Linked DNA regions of Macaca mulatta: region 1 is linked to region 2. Evidence: chromatin contacts called from public Hi-C data. All regions are on one chromosome and are shown on one strand. Each heading gives the region's core, a stretch centred on a gene start, on an enhancer-like site or on the middle of the called end of the contact. The rest is flanking DNA. Distances are from core to core; before and after follow the strand shown. Region 1 has its middle 180 kb from the start of PARP11. Region 2 has its middle 32 kb from the start of PARP11.

Region 1 (5,609 bases), core at 3,103-5,602, 150 kb after region 2:
TGAGTGGCTACTGAGTGGGTCTCAGAGCTTTAAACAAATGCTGTCTTTTATAGAAAAAGGGAGGCACTCCCTTCTTTCTCTCGCACACACTTCAGTAGTAGAGGTTCCCAGAGAGATGACTGAGTGCCTGGAGCTATTCGCATCCTTTCCTCCAGGCTCTCTTGGGCCCAAGGACTGCCAGGGGCCATAGGAGGCAGAAGGCCAGGAGACCAGGGACTTTTCCCTGGTGCGAAGCTAATGGTCCCCCAGCCAGCACAGTGGGGAGTCACTGTGATTCCTACTGTGGAGAGCCAGCCAGACTGGATCCACGGCTCAGAGGTACCCACAGCACTCTCTTCTCAGGTGGAGACACCCTCCCTCAAAGCTCAGTAGAGGAGTTCAATGAAAAGACTGGATTTTTTAAGGGCAGGCAGCTTTGCAAAATATTGAAAAGCACACATTTCTCAGTTATACAAGGCTCATTTCCCATATGGGTGACCTGAAGGAGCAGTTGATGCATCCCTGCTGCACCACAGCCCAAAGCAGCCACATGGGGTGTGTGTGTGTGTGTGTGTGTGTGTGTGTGTGTGCACGCGCAGGTGTGTATTTGTATCAGGAAACTGAAAGTGAAACAGGCCAGTGACATTTCCAGGGCTCACATGGAATAATATGCAGGAGGGGGGCAAGACTGTCCCAGGTCCTGCAAGCAGTGATGGACAGTACTGAAATGAAATGGGGCCTCATGCTGGCCACACCCTCCCCACCAGCTTTGCCCAGAGTCCACACTGCAGGCTTTGCCCACAGAGTCCATACTGTGGGCTCTGAACCTCCACTGTGGAACCACATGGGGAGCCACAGGCACCAAGAGCAATCCCTCTCCTGGAGCCAGTCCCACGGAAAGGCCAGGACATGCTCAAAAGGTGGCCCAAGGAGGTAAGGACAGGGATGGTGGATTGAGTCACGGGAAGGGAGAGAAGACAGGAAGATACAGACACACGTAGGAGACCCTACAGTTCTGTGGGTCAGCATCCACATCCACTCTGCCAGTATTCCAGAATGAAGGAGAGCAAGCACAGCAAACACAACCAGGCCAAGTGTTGGTAGACTTGGAACAAGCTGGAATTTACAATCTGGTATGCACGTTTTACTGGGAGAAAATGTGTTGGGGAAGAGAAAACTGAGCTTTGAAGACAGTTCAGTATGGATGAATTCTCTTCAATCTGATGACTCGCTCTTCTCCACTATCATCACTATAATCCAGTTTTCCATCACCTCTGATATTGTCTTCTCACTTCCACTCTTCCTCCCCTCTCCCCACCTCACTTAATTCATGCCCCATGCCTCAGCTAATGATATTTCTAGAGTAAAAACTAGAACATAAAATCCTCATCTTAAAACCTCCCAATGGTTTCCCATTGCTCTTAGGATCGATACCAAAGTCCTCATGTTCTCCGGAGCTCTTCCCGATTGGTTGGCCTCCTCTTTTCCTTTCCTTCTCTCTGTCTCCAGCGAGGCTTTCTCTGGTTCCTTGAATGCAAGGTCCCTCCTACCACAAGGTTTTCGCACACGGATGCACTCACCCATAGCACTTAGTTCAGCGCGTGATTATGTGCGAATGTGTGATTGCTAGATTGGTGGTTGTTTAATTGGATAGACTGATGGTTTTCCTTATCGGAGAGTAAGTTTTTTGAGGACAGTGACCACAACAAGTTTTGCTCCCATGGTAGTCCCGGTACTGGAAAGATGCCTAGCGCACAGGAGATGACCAGTAAATATTTCCTGAATAAGTGAGGGAATTCTTCATTTCATATGTTCTTCATTGCTAGAAAGCATTCAGGCCAGATGAGGAGGGTGGGGCTTGGAAGGACAGTGACTTGCTAGAGGGGCAAGAGCGAATGGGAGGGAATACGCAGGACCCGTAAGGCTGAAGGCAGGCCAGCTTCTGAATCACAGCTGAGGGGATAATACCTAGAAAAGTTTCTTGCCATGAGTAAAGCTTCCCTGCCTTAGCATCTTCCTTTAGAGAGAACTATGATCGGCACCCAGATCACACTGGTAATTCAAATAAACAGTAGTATAAATTTTAATTATTTATTTATTTATTAGACAGAGTTTCGCTCTTGTCGCCCAGGCTGGAGTGCAGTGGGACGATCTCGACTCACTGCAGCCTCTGCCTCTCGGGTTCAAGTGATTCTCTTGCCTCAACCTCCCAAGTAGCTGGGATTACAGGTATGCGCCACCACGCCCGGCTAATTTTGTATTTTTAGTAGAGATGGTGTTTCTCCATGTTGGTCAGGCTGGTCTCAAACTCCTGATCTCAGGTGATCTGCCCGCCTCAGCCTCCCAAAGTGCCCGGATTACAGGTGTAACAGCCTAACTGCAGTATAAATTTTAAAAGAAATTTAATTTTTGGCCAGGTTTGGGGATGCATTTTTTAGTCCAATAAAAAATGCAGGCAGCTGGGCATGGTGGCTCACACGTGCAATGCCTGCACTGTGGGAGACTGAGGTGGGAGGATCACTTGAGCCCAGGAGTTCGAGGTCAGCCTGGACAACACGGCAAAACCTCGTGTCTAGAAAAAAATACAAAAATTAGCCAGGTGTGGTGGGGTGCACCCGTAGTCCCAGCTACTCGGGAGGCTGAGGTGGGAATATCACTTGTGTCCAGGGAGGTCGAGGCTGCAGTGAGCCATGATGGTGACCACCACTCCAGCCTGGGCAACAAAAAAAAAAGTATGTGTGCATGTATATACATTTACACACACACATATGGTAGGTATACATCTATATATACATATATATGGTAGGCTAAGCCTACCACATATCAGAACAGACACCAAAATAAACAAAATATCATAAAAGATGACCAAAGTTTTTAGCTAAATGGACACTTTGGATACTGCTCCATGGTAGAAAAGGCCGTACTGTGTAGCTACTGTTCTCTGGGTTCTGGAAGGGAAATCTCTTGCTTACGATTGTGCTGCTTAGCTTATAACAGGTGCACCATAAATATTTGTTGAATGAATAAATGAATGGAACTTTCCTTGGTATGTAAAGAGTCCTGAAGGGCAGGGGCAAAACCACAGCATCGAAAGTGCTAAAGCCATCTGTTCTAGCAATTTATTTGCTATTTCTTGGAAGGCTATTATTTTATAATCCAATTTCCTGACAGAAGCAGAAGACCAGAGAGAGAGAGTCTAACACCTTTGGCTATTTGAACCTAGGTAAGTTATCTAACTTCTGTGAACTTCCACAACCTTATCTGTTAAATGGGTATGATAATTCTTTACTTACCTGGGGATAATTTAACTGTCCTGAGGACGGGGTACAAAACAGAAGAGGCCTCTGTTCTTTCTAGTGGAAGAGATAGCAAGCAAATAAAATTAGAAAATTACAGCTTTGAATATAGGTATGGCGGAAAACCGCAGGGTGCCACGTGGGAGTAGCATGGGATCTCATTCAGATTGGGGCACAGGGAGGGTTCCACTAGTAAAGTGCCATTCATGCGGAGACCTGAAGGATGAGTTAGGAACTGGCCAAGAGACAGGGAAGGGAACAGCACGCGCAAAGGCCTGAGGCGGGAACAAGCTGGGGGAGAGCGGTAGTAATTTCAAGCAGCCCGGAAAGACCACTGGGGTAAAGCTGGATGGAGAGGGACAGAGATTCTCAGAGGTTCTAAGGAGAGGAATGACATAATGCCGTCCACACGTTGAGAAAAGCACTTGCGCTGCTGCGTGGAAAGTTTTTGGGGGCTGACGTATAAGAACTGGATCTCAGTTCTTCCAAGAACCTGAAGCTTAGCACCAAGAACTTTAACGATCGGGCTCAAATCTCTCATTTGAAACACGAGAACAAAACCAAAAACACAAGAACTACAATTGTGAGGAGCCTTGGCCAGGATCGCACGTTAATCTGGTTGTCACGTAGTTGTGAACTGGGGTCTCTGACTCCTCTTTCGCGATTTATGAGCCCGTGCCCCCTCCCACCCCACGCTGCCTTCTGCAATGGTGGGGTAGCCAGGAGATGACTGCTGGGAGTCGGAGTCTCGAGGCAGGCGAGGGTGGCTCGCAGGCCAGGCTCCCGCGGTCCGGGGAAGATGCGCACCAATGCGCCTCCACGCCCGGGCCCAGGCCGAGCGCCTCTCCGCACCGCGCACATTCCGGGGAGGAACCTCGGGGCTCAAAGGGCCTGCGGCGTAGGTGCCTCGGCCCTTTCCTTGGCGTTCCCTCCCAGGCCCCGCTCGCCGAAACCCACAGCCTGAACCTCCCGCCCGCCGCGCCCCCGCCCAGGGCCAGGAAACGAGCAGGGACAGCTCCCCGCCCGCGCCTCCCCGCGCCCGGCGGCCCGGCTAGCAACCCGGCGGCGCGGCGCTGCGATTGGCTGCGCGCGGGAGAAGCGGGGCGGCGCTGCTCCAATCGCCGTCCGCGCCGGGAGGCCGCGCCGCCAGGGGGCCGCGGACGCGTGCTCGCATGCCTGTGGTATTTGCTCAGAGGGGCATGACCACTTCGGGCAAGTCTTTAAATGTGAGTCAGCTTTCGGCCGATCCCTGGGAAAAATTCCTTTGGTGTTGTCAGGCAGGGTTCGCTAGCTGCAGCATTTTTTTTTTTTTTTAACAATTCAAAAGGGATAATCCCGCTGAATGGGGAAAGGCATTCGGACCCCGTCCCCCGCTTCCCGGAGGAGAGGCCGTGGGCAGTGCCAGGGGCCAGGTCTCCCTGACTCCGGGCGGCCCCGTAGGGCAGGTTTTCTGGAGGGTCAGGGCACCTGCCCTTTCGTCCCCGCGCCCTCTCCCCAACTTCAGCAGGGCACAAAGGGCCCGGGGGCGCGTAGACTGCGGGGCGAGCAGTGCCCCCTGGAGTTGTGCGCCGCATCTCCCCGATGTTGGGCATGCCCAGTCCCGGCCTCCCTTTCTCCCCTCTCTCCGCGCTTCTGGTCCTGGACCCGGTCTGGGGAAGCCGTGAGGTCCTAGGTCATCTCTCCACCTCCCTAAGCTTCAGTTTCCTCATTGGCGAAGGGAAAGGCGGACAGTAGAGGAAGAGAACTGGCCTGGGAGTGTGGAAACGGCGTATTCCCCCAGCTTAGTCTTACTAGCATTCTTGGGCAAGCCCCATCTGCACTCCCGGCCTCAGTTTCCCCATCTGTAAAATAAGGGAGTCGATCTGGAAGAATCCCTGAGTGTAGTGACATCAGGCGATCGCGGTACCCCTTCCTGGGGCCTGTGGGCTCGGGGTGGATAAAGCCCTGTTACTTGCCCGCCTGCTCCAGCACGACTCCATAGCTGCTCCCCCAGGCCACCCAGCTTCACCCCCCCAACGTCATCTTAGAGACGTTCAGTAGGCAGGATTGGGAACATCAAGGGGAAAGAAGACCAAAAAAGGCCGAGGGCTGAGGGAAATGAGTTGGGACTGGAGGGATTTACGTGCAATTTGATTTTAAATGAACATCTTGTGCAAAAGAAGAGGCTATTTGGCACCTGTTACTGGTGAGTTAATAGCTTAGGCACTCTTGGTAATGGGGATACAATACTGTGAAGACCAGATTAGCCGATTGTGGCAGCAAATTATAAGAATTGACCGGAGGCCGGGTGCCCTAGCGCTTTGGGAGGCCGAGGTGGGTGGACTACCTGAGGTC
Region 2 (5,514 bases), core at 3,013-5,512:
CTTGCATGCGTCTCAATGGGCTAAAATCAAGTTGAGTTTGATTCCCTTCTGAAGGTTGTAGGAGAGAATCTATTTCTGTGGTTTTTCAAGCTTCTAGAAGCTACCCACATACCTTGGCTTGTGACCTCCTTCCTTCATCTCCAAAGCCAGCCATGTTGTATCTCTTTGACCATTCTTCCATAGTCACTCCATGTCTTTTGTCCCCATGTTCTACTTTTAAGGACCCTTGTGATTACCTTGGGCCCCCCCCGCCCCCAGATAATCCAAGATAATCTCTTTATCTTAAGGTCAGCCAATTAGCTAATCACCTCCCCTTTGACATGTAACAACATATTCACAGATTCTGGGTATTAAGATGTGGTTATCTTTGGGAGGCCATTATTATGTCTACTATATTTTCTAATACATAAACTCATTTTCTACACAGCAGCCAGAGTAATCTTTTTAAAAACATAAATATGTTCATGACACTTCCTTCAATGTGCTACCACTCCTCTAAGGATAAAGTTTAAAATATTAATCATGTGCCACAAATCCATGCATGGCCTGGTTCCCACCTCCTGGGCTTGTCTTCTGGCACACTGTGTCCCAGTCACATAGGCTTCTCTCTTTTTCTCAAGCACCAAGCTCCTTTCTGCCTCAGGATCTTTGCTCACACTATCTCTGCTGTCTGAACAGCTCTCCCTACCTTCCAGCCAACCTTTACCTAGCTAATGCTTGCTCAATCCTTCAGATCTCTATAAAAGTTACTTTCACAGGGTGGCCTTTCCTGATTGCCCACTCTAGTACCAGCTCCCCCTACACTGTCACAGTACTCTTTTTCTTTCATATCTTTTTATCACATTAAATGTTATCTGCGTAATTATTTGTTTAATGTCTGCCTGCCTGCACCAGACTGCAAACCCATAAAGGCTGGGACCTAGTCTGTTCTGTTCACCACTGTAATCCCTGGGACTTCGCACCAACTAGCTTGCAATACGTGCTCAATAAATAAGTGAGTGCCATTATATGTTATTATATGACCAGCAGGCAGGTAAAGTATATGCAGTGTGGATATGCTGGACAAAGGCATGATTCATGGCCCCAGGCAGGATGGAGTACAATGGCATGAGATTTTATCACACTACACAGTACAGTATGCAACTTAAAAGTTATTCATTGTTCATTTCCGGAATTTTCCATTTCATATTTTCAGACTGCAGCTGACTTCTGGTAACTGAAATTGTGGTAAGTGAAACCAGGAAAGTGAAACTAAAATAAACTAACAAATTACTAGAGAAACCCACATGTAGAATGTTGATTTTTAAAACCAAATTGTGCTTATCAATAGCACTCATATGCTCATAGGAAGAAAAACTATTAGTAGTAACAAAATACAGTAGCAATAAGACAAATATGTCTTATTTGGGTGACAAAAGAAGAATGTGGGAGGATCTGTGGAGGGTTCCCCACTTTTAACAAAAGTCGGCCTGCTCTGCTGAAATTAAGCAAAATCACACGGGTGATTTCAAAGAAAACCCATTTCTTACAAAGAAATGAGATAATGATATAACAAACCAAGTATATAAGACATTCATTAATGCCTTTATAATTCTCACAAACACACAAATAATCCAATAGCAAATTCTGATGTATGTGTGACGGAGGAGGGAAAATTCATAGTAGGAGCAAAGAATTATCTCTGGTCCATGCTCATGCAACCACCATCATGAATTCAACAAATATTTATTGAGTGCCTACTATGTGTCAGGCTCTGTTCTCTAGTTGAAGATACTATAGGAAAAATAACAGAGAAAAATCCCTGTCCATATGGAGCTTACAATATAGTGAAAGATTTAAAACTCTGAGTAAGACACATACTTGGGTGGCTAAAGGGTTTGTTATGGAAAATTTAAGGACTGATAACAAAAATGGAGCATATAGTTACATAAAGATATACACAGATATAAATACAAAATGAAGGCTGCTGATGACAGAGAGTGAAACTGAATATATAAGCAGAGAGTGCATTCTCATTATTCTAAATTATTTTTGCTAAAATCAAATACAAGTAATTACTTTCCTCTAATGTGGCTTGATGAGAGTATTATATGTATGAGTCAAAAATACTAAGATGATGACTATTGTTATATGATGCACAAGAAGGAATCATAATGTGCAACCAACAAATCCAGACTAACAGACTAGTTTCTACTGGATAAAAACTTAACTTGAAAACTTAGGGAAATGTACTGATAAACTTTCTAACTTATCTGGAAATATATTACAGAAATGAGAGGGGAAGAATACTGATTATAGGAAATTATTGCAAATATGGAAATTAGGGGTCATTAAAGTAAATTTACGCAGTTATCTCAGCATGGGGTAGTTTCGTATGTTTCATATACAATTATGCATTGCATAAAAGCTTTCAGTCAACCATGGATTGCATATACAACAGAAAGATTATAATACTTTATTTTACTGTACCTTTTCTATGTTTAGATACATAAATACTTTCCATTGTGTTACAAATGCCTACAGTACTCAGTACAATAATATGCTGTACAGATTTCTAGGTTAAGAGCAATAGACTATTCCATATAGCCTTAGGTGTGTAGTAGGCTTATAAAAGTTCACTCTATGATGTTCGCACAATGAAAAAATTACCCAACAACCAATTTCTCAGAACGTATCCCCATTGTTAAGAGGCGCATGACTGTATTTAGTCCAACAACCTGCTGAAATATGATTCTGTCATTTTTCCAGTCAACTCCTAAGTTGTAAATACCGTACATCTGCCATCTTACCAGGCAGTTTCAACCATAACAACAGAAGAATACTCTTGGCAAATAGATCCCACTCTCTGAGGGTTGTGTTGGGGCTCAGAAAATGCTACCCAGAAGTATGACACTTTGGCATGCTGAGTACTTCGAACTAAAAGAGATTGGAAGGCCTCAGCAGCAGCCTCGGAAGCAAAGTCTCCCTCTGATCTTCTCTTACCCTTCTGTCTCCTGCCCATCTTTCGCCCCTGAAGTGAGTCACAGAAACCAGAATTCTTCTTCCCCAAGGTGAGTGATAGAAACTAGAATCCCTCTCCTACAAAGCAAGCCATAAAAACTGGAACTATTACTGTAACCTTTCCCTGCCCTTCTCTGTAGGAACTGGCCATAAAGAAATTCTCTAACCTACCTTGCCTGATAGCAGGTCGCTAAGACCCTCATTCCAGAAGGGTCCTTCCTCCTCTGTAGGAGGAAGAAATGATACACAGAGAGGTCAAGAAGAATCTGAACAAACAGGCCTTGCTGGGTTTCCTCCCTCAGTTTATTAACATGAGAGTATATCCTTTGTCCGCTCACATTTTTATACAGTTGTCTATGCCTCATGGGTCCTACGCATAAAAACAGAGATCTCCCTGGTCTCTGAAGTGCCGGGTGGCGTAAAACTTTGATTAGATCTGCTATGCTTTACCTTGTTAACCTATCTTCTGTTTCAAGGAGCGGTGGCTGTGATCCTTACAATGGGTGGTAAGGAAAGGTATTACACTTTTCCGTCCCTACGTTGCACTTTAAATAAATAAATGTATAAAAGCAAAGTAGACAAAAATACATGAAGTCACAATGAAAATACCAGAGTCAACCAAGGAAGAAGGCAGACTTGCAGTTGAAATGTCCCAGATCATCACTTTGTCCACTGAACGAAAACATCTAAGAACATAACAGTCCATACTCCAAGTTTTAAACGGCTGTCCACCAAGAAGGGAAAAGAAGAACTGACGGCTCCTCTTAGGCCCATTCAAGACAAGGGGGTCGAATTCCCTTGCTTTAGACGGATGGGACTGGCAGGTAAACCTGAGGCAAATGACTGACTACAGGTTCCAAGGCCAGTTACTCCAATTAGAAAGCAAAACACAAAGTTTCAAAAAACAGTGAAGAGAGTCGGGAGGCTGAGGCACGAGAATCGCTTGAACCCGGGAGACGGAGGTTGCGGTGAGCCGAGATCGCGCCACTGCACTCCAGCCTGGGCGACAGTGCGAGACTCCGTCTCAAAAACAACAACAACAACAAAAAACGGTGAAGGCATGAGGCTGAAACATCACAGGAAGTAAAATAAATAACTGTGACAAGAAAACAATAACGCATTGGAGAATCCACCGAGGCACTTCCACTGCTGAAAAAGGTAGAGGTTGCAGAAGCCAAAAGGCCCTGGCACTCCGGTCCCGGAACTCAACACCCGGACTGAAGCCAGCGCGGGGAAGCAGTTCCGGTGGCCCCTTCCCGCCCCTCGCTCATCAACCCCGCCCACTGGGCCCGCCCCGTCCCGCCCGGCTACTCACCGGATTCGCTTCCCACATAACAGTGACAAAATCGAGCGGAGAGAGGCTGTGGGAAGGGGCTAGCCGCGGGGCCTGGTGTTGGATTTTTTTTTTTTTCCGCGGGTCCCCGGGAGCGAAGGGACGGAGAGGAAACCTTTACGAAGGCCTTCCTTCTCCCCCTCCCTGTCACAAGCCAGCGTTTACAGACCACCCAACCTCCCGACTTCCGCCCGACGCTGGCCAATCAGAGCTGTCCCCGCCCCACTCCCACAAGCTCACCCCGCCCCTGCACGCTTATCCGTACGCGCGCGGGCGGTCGTCCTGGGCGGGGCTTGCGAGTATCTGTCTTATGAAGGAGTTTAAAGGGTTTCTGGTCCAACTACAGCACCCAGTGATCTTAAAGCCACGGCTGGCTGTATTTCTTTCCTATGAAACAGATTTTTATTGATCACCGTGTAACGGCCAAGAGTCACACAGGCCTGGCGATGGCATTTGGGGGAAACTTCATGATCTTTCAATATCTTCATCCTCAAAATGGAGATGGTAGTAGTATCTCCCTAAGAGTGAGATTATTGAAAGCATTTAGCACAGTATTTGGTACACAGAGTTCAATAAGTGAAGGTTATTTGCTCACAAGGGAACCTTTACATACGGTCCCTGCCCTCACGAATTTTATAATCTAGAAGAGAAAGCAAAAAGTAAGTAATTTAGAAAAGTTAAAAAGTGCAATATGATTTATAGGTAATCTGGTGAATAGAGAGTTCTATCCGAGCATATTTACCTAGGGTAGAGTGTCAAGAAGTTTAAAACCATGAGGATGTATTCCTACTGATGTAAAAAGAGCTAACAGAGTGAAATAATCTTCCATGCAATAAAGGATCTACCCCATAGAAAATGAAAACAAAACAGCTCATTATAGATCCTTCTGGACTTTTCTATGCCTCTACACATTGAAAAAATAAATATGATCAAAGAATACCTATAGATTTAGAACCTGATTTTTTTTCACTTTAAAGATTATGTGGATATCCTTCCATTCCATTAAGTTTAAATCTATTTCATCATTTATTTATTTATTTATTTATTTACGCAGAACCTCCCTCTGTTGCCCAGACTGGAGTGCAGTGGCGCCATCTTGGCTCACTGCAACCTCCGCCTCCCGAGTTCAAGCGATTCCTGTGCCTCAGGCTCCTGAGTAGCTGGGATTACAGGCGTGCGCC

What was found. A called contact is a pair of places that touch in the nucleus more often than the background predicts.
Region 1: a contact with region 2 is called in a Hi-C map of round spermatid, with 3 times the contacts expected there. The contact joins two enhancer-like sites. A contact is called at or near these places in 6 of 14 Hi-C or Micro-C datasets (cortical neurons, fetal cortex germinal zone, fetal cortical plate and 3 more).

What each region holds. Positions count from the first base shown.
Region 1 is chr11:4,916,864-4,922,472 of T2T-MMU8v2.0, forward strand. No RefSeq gene overlaps it. Among named protein-coding and RNA genes, the nearest start is that of PARP11, 180 kb to the left of the region's middle. Within about 2 kb of position 4,353, at least 20 of the 40 cell types and tissues checked have an H3K27ac peak or open chromatin away from gene starts, as enhancers often do.
Region 2 is chr11:4,764,884-4,770,397 of T2T-MMU8v2.0, forward strand. No RefSeq gene overlaps it. Among named protein-coding and RNA genes, the nearest start is that of PARP11, 32 kb to the left of the region's middle. Within about 2 kb of position 4,263, at least 37 of the 40 cell types and tissues checked have an H3K27ac peak or open chromatin away from gene starts, as enhancers often do.